3 separate regions of the Macaca mulatta genome follow, and all the other regions are linked to region 1. The links are chromatin contacts, called in public Hi-C maps. All regions are on one chromosome and are shown on one strand. Each heading gives the region's core, a stretch centred on a gene start, on an enhancer-like site or on the middle of the called end of the contact. The rest is flanking DNA. Distances are from core to core; before and after follow the strand shown.

Evidence for each region. A called contact is a pair of places that touch in the nucleus more often than the background predicts.
Region 2: a contact with region 1 is called in a Hi-C map of fetal cortical plate, with 2.1 times the contacts expected there. The contact joins the enhancer-like site here to the promoter of ADPGK in region 1. A contact is called at or near these places in 2 of 14 Hi-C or Micro-C datasets (fetal cortex germinal zone and fetal cortical plate).
Region 3: a contact with region 1 is called in a Hi-C map of fetal cortical plate, with 2.2 times the contacts expected there. The contact joins the promoter of NEO1 here to the promoter of ADPGK in region 1. A contact is called at or near these places in 2 of 14 Hi-C or Micro-C datasets (fetal cortex germinal zone and fetal cortical plate).

Annotation. Positions count from the first base shown.
Region 1 is chr7:50,512,539-50,516,267 of T2T-MMU8v2.0, forward strand. It overlaps ADPGK (ADP dependent glucokinase), which reads right to left and starts at 1,787. Exons shown (of 7, transcript XM_077939782.1): 1 at 1,481-1,787; 2 at 418-539. It overlaps LOC144329964 (a long non-coding RNA gene), which reads left to right. Exons shown (of 2, transcript XR_013395733.1): 2 at 614-1,732.
Region 2 is chr7:50,985,148-50,988,876 of T2T-MMU8v2.0, forward strand. NEO1 (neogenin 1) reads left to right here. Exons shown (of 28, transcript NM_001261500.1): 10 at 3,523-3,671. Among named protein-coding and RNA genes, the nearest start is that of HCN4, 120 kb to the right of the region's middle. Within about 2 kb of position 1,659, at least 2 of the 40 cell types and tissues checked have an H3K27ac peak or open chromatin away from gene starts, as enhancers often do. A contact at or near this core is called in fetal cortical plate, where this site is marked.
Region 3 is chr7:50,783,896-50,787,624 of T2T-MMU8v2.0, forward strand. NEO1 (neogenin 1) reads left to right here and starts at 1,878. Exons shown (of 28, transcript NM_001261500.1): 1 at 1,878-2,033. The coding sequence starts at 1,904.

The DNA of each region.
Region 1 (3,729 bases), core at 537-3,036:
ATCAAAAACCAATCCTGCCAGTACCTTGATCTCGGACTATCAGCCTCCAGATCCGTGATAAAACAGATTTCTGTTGTTTAATCCATCTAATTTGTGGTATTCTGTTCTAGCAGTCCAAGTAGACTGATACAATAATATGTGTTTTTCCAATAAGTGAGGCGGGGACCTTGCTTCACCCATCTCTGTATCTTAAGAACCTAGAACAGACCTGACACTAACCATGTAGCTGGTGAATATCTGCTGAATGAACACACATAAAGCAAGGAAGGACAATTTAATCCCAGCACTTTGGGAGGCCAAGGTGGGAGGTTCGCTTGAGCTCAGGAGTTCGAGACCAGCCTAGGCAATATAGCAAGACCTCGACTCTACTAAAAAAAATAAATAAATAAAAAATTGGTTGGGCGTGGTGGTGCTTGCCTGTTGTCCCAGCTACTCCAGAGGCTGAGGCAGAAGGATCTCTTGAGCTTGGGAGGTCGAGGCTGCAGTGAGCAGTGATTGCCCCACTGCACTCCAGCCTAGGCGACAGAGAGAGAGAGACCCTGTGTCCAAAAAAAAAAAAACAAAAAAAATTATAGCTAATATCGAATGCTTTTTAAAGCAAGCACCATGCTAGAGAGATTACATGAATTATGTCATTTAATCTTCAGGACAAGTTTGCTCTACTTTACCCCTCCCAGTCCCAACACTCCACAGAAAGTAGTAGTCTACATGGTAGAGGGCCTGCTTTTATGTGGTGGTTATACATAACTCTGAGGTCATGGCAAGAAAGTCAAATTGAACTGAGACAGAGACTAAAGTTAGTGTTTACAATATCAACACTATAAAGGGAATAATTACATTCCCAAGGAAAAGTACAAAGAAAGGAGGCACTGTGATTTGGAAGAACCTTAAATATGCAATGTCACTGAAGTCAGGGGAAGAAAAGAGTTTCACGAAGAAGGACGTGTTCAATGCATGAAAGGCTGCAGAGAGCAGATAATGAAGACTCAAAAAGGCAAATAAGAGAGGAGCTGCAGTACAGTCGTGTGGTTTCTAGACTACACGGCGTTACGAAAGCAAGTGGGTAAAGGCAGAAATCACTCGTCTTCAAGAAGTTCAGAAGAAAGAGGAAGACGAGTGTTGTCAAAGTGGGTAAGGTCAAGTATCTTTGACTGCAAAACAACAGTCGCCAGAAGAGAAGGGGCTAAAAGTTGGAACGAGGAACAAGGCTCGGAGAAAGGTGTCAGACAAAGAGGGATTAGCAAGAAGCTGTTAGGGCTGGTCCTACCGGGATCAGAGAAAGGTGCAGAGGCCAGCCGAGTGGAAAGAGCAGCGGTGACGAACCGGGTTCCACTCAGACGTCCGACGCTTCTCGCCAAGGGGCCAGCGCGGACAGCAGCGCCTCCCGGGGACCTCTGGGAAGCCCTGTTTCTGGCCGGCTCCGCCCGACCTCCAAGGCGGACCTCGGAGGTTCAGAGACCCAGGCCCCGCTGGCACTCACCCCACTGCCACGCGGCGCCAGCGCCGGACTGGCCGCACGATAAGCGCGTCCCAGGCTGCCGCCAACCGGCCCTCAGGGGAGACAGGTCCTGGGGGCGCAGGCGCGGGCCCCAGACACAGCGAGCTCCATAGAGAGCGCAGCGCCGAGCCTGGCAGCTCTGGCTCCAGCAGGAAGACGCAGCCCACGGCCAGCGCCAGGAAGCCCGCGTACGCGGAGCCGCGCCACAGCGCCATGGGGACCGAGGCGCCGCAGCTGCGCGAACCGAATCCTTTCCTAGTCCGCGCCTCTTCCGGGCTCGGCGCGCGCTGATGTTGACACAAGCACTACGTCAAAAGGGCGCGCCACGGGCTCCCCAAGGGGCGGGGCGACGGGCGGTGCCACGACGTAGCGGGTGGGGAGCCCTCGCCTCAGTCCGAGTCCCGGCACTGCGGTGTTGCGGCTCCGGAGGAGGTGGGACAACGGCGGTTGTGCCAGTCCGGGCGCTGCACCCCATTCCCGGAACTCTAACCGTATCCCCAGATAGAGGGATGGGAACACATTTGCTTTCCCAGTAAAACGAAACGGACAGATTGTGAAGAAGCGGACAAACCTCGCGTTAATATTCGAACCAGTCAGTGTCCCCATTGGCACAGATCACACCCCCATCTTTTAATCCCTCCGTCCGCCCCGTGTCCCTTCATTTACTACACTCGTCCTCTTCCAGGCCTGGTGCTCGGCGCTTCTGAGAGGAGTAGGCTCACAGAACAGCAGCGCTACAGAGACCCCTGGGGTACGCGAGGCAGGGGGATTCCGCCCCTTTGGAAGGTGGCCCAGACCCTCAGGCACTAAAGGACTTCGTCGAGACAGGAGAGCCCGCAGAGATCGGCAGAGATCGTCCTCTTCTGGATAACCAGAGTCCACAATCAAACCTTAAAATAACCCTTTTGGGGGCGCTGTTCCCTTTGACAAACTTTGGAAAATGTACACAATCTTGTGCACAACACGAGAGTTACGGACCTGGGTTAAGGAACGTTGTTTTCTTTTGTTCCCCCCTTGGTGACATCATTAAACCCAGCTCTCTCTTCGTTGATACGACTTTTCTGTGCATGAGGCTAAGTTGAGAGACAATGAAGCTAGGCTTGGTACCAGCTCATTCTCAGCAGCCATCATGCCCGGCCTAGTCTTGTTCCCTGGCCTGTTTCCACTTTTCCAGCTCTGTTGGCTCCTGACGTTGGCTTTGTGTCCAGTTTTCCAGTGTGACCCTGACGTTTGGACTTGGCAGCGACACTTTATTTCCCTAACTTTGATGGTGGGCATTAGTCTTCATTCTCCTCAGCCCCGCCTCATCAGCTTTTCTCCATCCTGGTCATCTACCTTCCCTCAGTTGATCCTACCTGGCCTACCTGACCAATGCATCCCTTTCCACAAAGATATTCACACAGGAGGAGATCTGGGCTACCTTGGAGAAGAAGCCAAAGAGCCAGTGAGATATTTATGAAGCCATGAAAGCCATCTTCCCTAGAGTTGCCTGTCACTTCTCTCTCCTCAGGGAGACATGTCAGTCAGTTCCTAGAGAAACTGCTCCTTATCACAACCCTCAGCTGTCAGGTTTCCCTGGCACCCAGAGGGGACTGAGCCAGCAGCTGACCTGAAAACAGCAAGTCTGCTGACTGTCCAGCGACCATTTTCCTCTATTGAGAATTTTAACCAAGTGTCTGGTGTCTGCAGTTATTTGATATTGGCTGTGGAGCCACAGTCACACAAGGCTGAAGGTCAGAACCAGTTAAATATGTTTCCAAGGTGAAGCTTTGGGGAGCACAGGAAGCTGAACTGTGGGAAGGCCATAGAACAGACAGTAGATCTAGTTCTAGTCCTCTAGGAGGACTTTTGATTTAGTCACAGAGACGAAACAATAGCAGTTGAACCAAGTGGATGTTTATTTCTCATGTAAAAGTCTAAATGGGGTGTTGGCATGTTGTGGGCTGTGGCAGCAAGCTTGGCCCCCTCTGGTTGCTATGGGGGCTGCTCTGGGCCTCTTGCTGGTTGGTCCCTCAGTATGGGTTTGCATTGTGGGTGGTGAAGGGGCCAGACAAGGAAACGAGAGGGCTGACCTCAATTCCAACTGAGAACTGAAGAGTCAGGAGCCACAGGAGGTGAAGAACAGACCATCAGGGACAGTTGCCAGGCCTGGTGGAGCCTGATGTGGCTTCTGGTCACATACATAGTCACAGGGCCCTTAATTCCTTCTCATCAGGGGCTCAGGGGCAGGC
Region 2 (3,729 bases), core at 409-2,908, 470 kb after region 1:
TCTTTAGAATCTCCTTGAGGCTTTATTTTGGGCCTGTGGTCTTTTGTGCTACATAGGGTTACTTCTAATTACATTTCTAAGATTTTCTGTGACTTGAGTGTCAATCGGGTTTATTTATAGTATAAATGTGTTGTATATCTTACGTGTGGGTTGTAAACTATAGGCCCAAAATTACAAGCAGCCGAATCTTAATGAATGCTTTTCCTACTTGAGGTTTTTTTCTGGACTTTTGCCTTCTTTTAGCACAAGTTGTTTTTCCTCAGTATATTCTTCAGTCTACTTTTATTATTAACAGCATTAGTTTTTCTGTATTAAAAACCTCCAGTAATAATAAAATATTTTACTTTAAGTAGAGAGTATTTTAGATATATTTGTAGAGGCTACTGACCAGGCAACTAAACAGATTAAATGACTTTACCAGTGGAACTATAGAAATAATTTAAGAACTTTACCTGACGGGTAGAATAAGTCAAGAAGCTGTAGAACTTCACTTTCTAATGCCATGGCAAATCACTCACCTGTCAAATATTTATTGAGTATCCCCTACACCAGGTAATGTGCAAGATACTGGAGATGCAGGGATGAACAAGCTAGGTCTTCTTCCCTTAAAGAAGGAGCAGGCAAGATAGGAGACCTTTCATCATCTCAGTGACAGAGATTGAAGATAGGAATCAAACCCAGGCAAGAACAAGAGGGCCATCACAGAGTCAGGGGGTTGATTTAAGGGAAGAGTGTGTTCTCATTACAGGCAGGATGTTGAATTTTACAGTTATCTATGTTCAGACAAGAGCAGGAATACTCTATTAGGTTTCAAGCTCAGTTACCTTTCATCAGCTTTCATATAGAAGCATCATTCATGAGAGATACTAGGATACAGAATAGAGAAAACGGACTGTAAAAGATAGAAAAGTTAAGGCAGGATCCTAGGGAAAGATGAGACCTGAGGCTGGCCTTGAGGCATTTGACTTAGAGCAAGCATATTGTGGGAAGGAATTTGCATGACCCAAATCCCAGAAATAGAATCTAACAGTGCACATGCAAGGTAAGTCATGATGAAAATGAAGGAAATGCAAGGGTCCTATCCTGAGGCTATAAACCTTCTGAAACTACATGAAAATAAATCTTTGTGTCTGTACATACTCACATTTCCCTTGGAAAGAATCTGTAGTTTTCATTATCATTTCAGTTCATATGTCAAATTGTTGAGAGCCACTGGGAGGGTCATTGTCAAATTTAGAGATGAAAGAAAAGGGGTGAAGAAGAGTAGATTTATTGAGTGCCCACCATGTGTCAGCCACTGTGTTAGGCAGTCAGAATATAATTGTTAGGCAGTCAAGATGTAAAGATGAGTAAGACTTGACTTCTGTCCACAAGGAGTTTATGGTCTGGTACCATAGACAACAGTGTGATGTGTTATCACCTTAAGGAAAGTAGAAAGCACAACCATTTATTCAAGGAGTTTGGCTAAAAGAAAATAGTTACAAGAATATAGGTAGAAGGGGCAACAGGTTCTGGTGAGGGTATTTTAGGGATGGAGAAGAGACTAACATGTTTTGGCAAAAGAGAAGCAGTTTCTGAAGAGAGATTTGCATTTCATCTGGAGGTGTTCAGCTTGTGTGGGGGAGGCATAAATGTTGGAACCAGCCCTTGGAAAATATCTTACATATTTAGTTTCACAAACCAACTTAACATTTTTTCCATTTATTATGCCACTATACAGCTGAAATGAAAGAATTCATTAGCACCTTTTTTAGGATCATATTTGCCTACACTTGGCCAATGAATATATTGAAAATGATTTCAAGAGAATTTAGGGACTGTTTTGTTTTTCTTCTCCTTTAATAAGTTAGAGGAAAGTTTCCCATAGCAGCAGAAGTGTGACAAACCCCACCTGTCAGGCTGCACAAAATGCACCCTTAACTTAAGTGAGTAACATGATTCATAACTAAAGCAAACAACTGTTAGAGTAACCATATTCAGATTTCTCTACTTTGGTAGCAAAATTAATCTTAAGCTATGGTGCTGTTATTCAGGAAAGCCAGTTTGTTTTACATTTTGTTAGTTTTTTTTTCCCTTCCCAGTTTTTAAATCCAATGAATTACAGAAACACTAGTGCCAGAGAAATTGTTTTCAAATATAGATGTCTACCAAAGTGTAGGCATAGACAGCTACACAGGATTTGTGTATAAATTGGAACTGGAACCTGTCAATCAGACAAAAAGAATATAGTAAAAGGGTAGGTATGTGAGCCATTGTAGGAGACAGAGCCAGCTAGACACTTAAGCAGTCAGCCAGTGATCCACTCCTCCAGTCACATGCATCCTGTCATGGATATTGTAATCATCTCCTGAAGGGTCCTCTTGAGCCCATGTTTTAGAATCAGCAAGTACTCGACTCCTGGGTCCACCACAAGCTAACTTTCCCATCACTTGGGAAAGATTGTTAACTTCATAACCTCACCTGTAAATGAGGATGATAATATTCATCTCATTTGGTTTAGTGCAAAGATTATATGAGAAAATACATGTCAAGTATTTAGTGCTTGACTGACTGTAACCAGTCAATAAATGGTAGCTGTTTTACAATTATTATTCTTTTATCTACTCTTGTTCCTTTACTGTTTTCTTCCATACATGTGTTCACATGTCCTTTCTAAACACAGATCTGATCGTGTCATGCTTCTGCTCATAATTTTTCAGTAGTTACCTAATACCTACTAGAGAAAATATAAGCTTCAATAGCAGGACATTAGAGGATTCTTCACTATCTGATCGGTCATTGTTTTCAACATTCTGTCTCCCATATCCACTCTGTTTCAACCAAGCTGAACCACTTAACACTGTCTTTTTGTATATTCTCCCTATTGACCCCATTGACTGGAATGATTTTCCCCTTGGTATCTGAGGAAAGTGTTCATTTTGCTTGACTCCAAGAATTCTTCACTAATCCTTCTTTTCCCTCCCAAACCCCTCCCAAAGCAGAATTGTGTGCTCTCTCGTCTTTCTGTTTTTGTTATAGCCATTACCTAAATCTGTTAGCACTTAAGACATTTTTTGTAACTGTTTATGTATCTGACTTTCCTGCTAGACTGGGAGTTCTTTGTGGGCAGGAGTCTCTTCATCACTGTATCCCTAGTGCCTACCACAGTGCCCGGCAGAAGAAGGATCTCTTTCTTTTTTTTTTTTTTTTTTTTTTTGAGGCGGAGTCTCGCTCTGTCGCCCAGGCTGGAGTGCAGTGGCGCGATCTCGGCTCACTGCCTTTTATGTCTTGTGTAGGCCCACTGCAAAACTGGGATTTTATAAACCACAAGGAAAGTTTTTCAATGTAATTTCTGGCTTTGATTTGAATCATAAAAAGGAAAATGTGTTTATATATTATTCTAAAACCACTTCAATCAAATCCATTGTTTTCTTAGCTTCTATTATTTTTAAAACATGGCCAATATGACAATATTGCCAAAAACAGTTATTGAGGAGTGTAGCATTTCATTTATATCTTGCTATCTCAAACTTTTCTTTCTAGTTCAGCTCCCTGGCCCAGCACCTAACATTCGTGCATATGCAACCTCGCCTACCTCCATCACTGTTACGTGGGAAACACCAGTGTCTGGCAATGGGGAAATTCAGAATTATAAATTGTACTACATGGAAAAGGGGACAGATAAAGAACAGGTATGAAGTGAAGCAACTTTTCAAACCATTGATTGGAATAGTAAAGTCGAAATATATT
Region 3 (3,729 bases), core at 628-3,127, 270 kb after region 1:
TTTCAAAGAGCTTTTCTCATTAATTATCTCAGAAAACTGAATAATGATGTGATTATTAAAGGTTAATTAAGCAAATACTTGTGAAGTAATTGGGAGGTAATCTATTTCTAATTTAACAGGTCAATCACGGGTATTTAGGAAATATTTTTGCTGGTTAACAAGTCTAACCAAAACAAAAAGGTATTTAAATGGTTTCCCTAGTGAAAAACCATAAGCGTGTGTTTCCTCTATTAAGTCAATTGTTTCAAAGAACTGGGATGAGAATTCCCAATTTCACCGTTTTGATGATTTAAGAGCTTCTAGGAAGATTCTGAGCTCTTCCCTCCCGATGTTAATCCATGTCTTATATTGTTCATTTTGGCGCTTTAGAATAAAATATCTTTAGAAAGTAACTATGAGAAAGCACAGAGGGATATGTTAGTGAAATAGCCATTTTCTTGTGGGAAGCAAGACATTTCGGTTATCGACTGTACAGAAGAATGAATAAAACCCAACTCCTATTAACCACCAAACATGACTCTGATTGCGTAATCATACAAAGAAATTTTCTTTAAAAAATTTCCATGGGTGCAGTATACAAAATGATCAATAATCTCATCAGCAGTGGAACTACAAACTGCTTTCTCCTAACTTTGGGTAGCCTGGGTGATGCCTCACGATTACTAAGTGGTTTAAAATCATATCCCACTTGCTCCTTGGTTTATCAGCGAAAGACGTGATTCCCAGGTAGGAAAACGCGAAGTGTCCCGCAAAGGTACAGGTAAAACGTAGCAGTTACTGCGAGAGGACTGGCCCCCGGGAGTCCCAGGGCTCGGTCGGGGCCCTCGCACGAGCTGAGAAGGTGGACAGCGGGCACCTTTGTCTGTGCCTAGTTCCCTGGACCCGGGCCGAGCGACGCGGGTGGGGGCGCGGTTCGGGCGGGTCCCGGCGCTGCCCGGGGGAAGCGCGCGGCGAGGGCGGCCCGGCCTGGAAGCCGGAGGTCAGCGGCTGCGCGGCCGGCCCCCTCCCACGGGAGCCGCGCCAGGGCCCAGCAAGAGCCGGGCGGGATCGCTATTGTTTTTGGCGAGCACATAAATCCCCGCGCCGACCCACTGCGCACCCAGGTTTCCTCCCGGAGGCCATTCGGTTTCCTCTGAGGCCCTATATAGACGCTCCAGGCCCGGACTGTGCAGAGGTGCGCGCCCACGCTGGCCTCCCGGACCAGCCTGAGCTCGGAGCGCCTCTCGCCCTCAGGTCTCTGCAGCCAGAGGCGTCTGGGGAGGTGAGGGGGGAAATCTGTCCCCGGGAGCCGAGGGGCTGCGGCTAGCTGGCGGGAGGAGGAGGAGGATCCGCTTCTCCGGGGTTTCCCTGACGCCAGCAGCAGCGCCCGGTGCGCGCGCCCCGCACTAGTGAGCGGCTCCGGGGAGAAGGGGGAGGGGAGCGGGCCCGTCTCGGCCCGCGAGGCGGCAGCCGGGATTGGAGCGGGGGCGGGCCGCGCGCGGAGCCCAGGGGGTGCGGGCGAGGGAGGCGCGCGCGTGCGCGTGCGCGCGCCCGGGACTCCCGCCCCCCGCCCCCGCCGTCTTCGGTCTCCGCCCCCCTCGCGCTGGTGTGTGGAGCCGGAGTCGGCGGCGGGTGGCGGCGCCTGGAACCTGGAGACCGACCCACCCCCCCGCCCCGGAATGTACTGACTCCCCCTCTCCGCTCTCCTCCCCTCCCCGCCCCGCTGCAGGAGGGAGGCGCCCCTGAGTCTCCCCTCCCGCGAGAGGGGCCGCGCGGGCCGGGCCGGGCCGGGCCGGGCTGGAGCAGCGGCGGCCGCGGGAGCCGAGCCTGCAGCGAGGGACCGGCTGAGACGCGCGGGAGGGAAGAAGGCAAGGGCTCCGCGGCGCTGTCGCCGCCGCCGCCGCCGCTCACTCTCGGGGAAGAGATGGCGGCGGAGCGGGGAGCCCGGCGACTCCTCAGCACCTCCTCCTTCTGGCTCTACTGCCTGCTGCTGCTCGGGCGCCGGACGCCGGGCGCCGCGGCCGCCAGGAGCGGCTCCGCGCCGCAGTCCCCAGGTAAGCGGCGGGCGCGGGCCCGGGGGTGCGCGGGGGCGCGGCACCGGCTCAGGCGGCGGCGGCTGCGGTGTTTTTGTTTAGGATCTAGGAGGAAACGTGCAGGAACTTCTCTGCCTCGGCTCTGGTTGCCCTGGAGAAAGGGGATCGTGCGTGGTGGGGAGGGGAAGGGCGAAAGGGGGCGCCGCCGGTGGAGGGGCGGCTGCCGGGGGGCAGGTCGGGGGCGCCGAGGTCTAGTTCCGAGCTTTGTACCTGGAGGCAGGTTCACCCCTCGCCTCTCTCCCCTCCCCCAGGTTCATCCCACTTGTAAGAGTGGGACATTCTTGTGCTCACACTAGCACCAGTAGAGGCCACTACACACCTCATTAAATAAACAATCGGATGGCCAATTCATTAATTTTCAGGAAAGGAAAGGGGAGGGGGCTTGAACTCCTGGTTCCCTGGCCAGGGATTTCCCAGCTTCCGAAGTCTCGGGGAAGCGCTGGCTGGTCTCGAGGGACTCCTCGCGCGGGGATTGGAGCCCGAAGTCTGCGGAAGAGCGGGGGTGTCAGAGGGGCACAATTGCCCGCTCACAACCCCTGGTGTTGATTTAACGATGAGGACGCCTTGGAGAGCGGCACGGAGTGATCGTATCTGTTAGTGTTTCCGTTATGGAATGCCTCCTCTTTCCTGGGGATTACAACTATATTTACAGCCTGTTAACCACTCTTAACCAAGGGAATTGTCTGAGCATCGGATTTTAAGTACTTGTACGATGTTTTGAGATGGCATTGTATAAACATATTGAACCTCAAAAGCCATTTTCAGTTCTGTTTTGGAATATTATAGATTACTGAAACCACCTGCATTCCTATTTACTTAAGGGGACCAACGAACAAAAATGCCAAGCCTTCCAGGAAGGACCTCACGGTATTGTTGAGCAGGATACACTCAGCAGTTGAAAGTCAAATTAGCGTGTAATCTGTTAAAATTGTTTGACCAAGGTGGGGTACCGTAAAACTTGACAAAACTTTCACTCGTGTGAGATATATTTTTACATTTGAAAGCAATCTTACCGCTGAACCAGTACTTGTTTTTCCCTGATTTATATGAAATAATATTTAAAATCACACTGCAAGGTAACTTAACTGATAAACTTTTCATTTCCTTGCTGTGTATGTAGCTCATGGCTTTTGCCAATGGTAAAGAACAGCTTTAAACCTAAAGTACCAGTGGGTATTTTCTAAACAGCTACGTAAACAATAGTGTTTTAATGTCAAATTAAACGTCGCTTATGTCATGATGTACATTTATACATTCAGTCCATATGTGGTTTAGAACACATTTTGGTGCCGAAATGTTTAGAAAACAAGTTCCTGTTACTCATGATCTATTTTATATGGAAGTTCATATGTAGTTCATCAAATTTCAAGTTAATAGATGGAGTTTTTGTTTGAAGCTTTGTCGATAATTTTGTAAGTAACTAAAATGCTAGTAATCTTATTACTTAGGATAATAAAAATAATGTAAGCAGTCTCAGGAAGTGGTCTTAACATCTGTTTCAACATTAACTCAATTGACAGGTTTTATTTTGCACAGATGAGGTGCAAGGCATGTGCTCTCTGCCTTCATGGAGTTTACAGTCTGGTATGTGGGTAGGAAAGATAGCCATCCAGCTACTAATTATATAATTAAGGAATTGTGATAAGCACTACAAAGG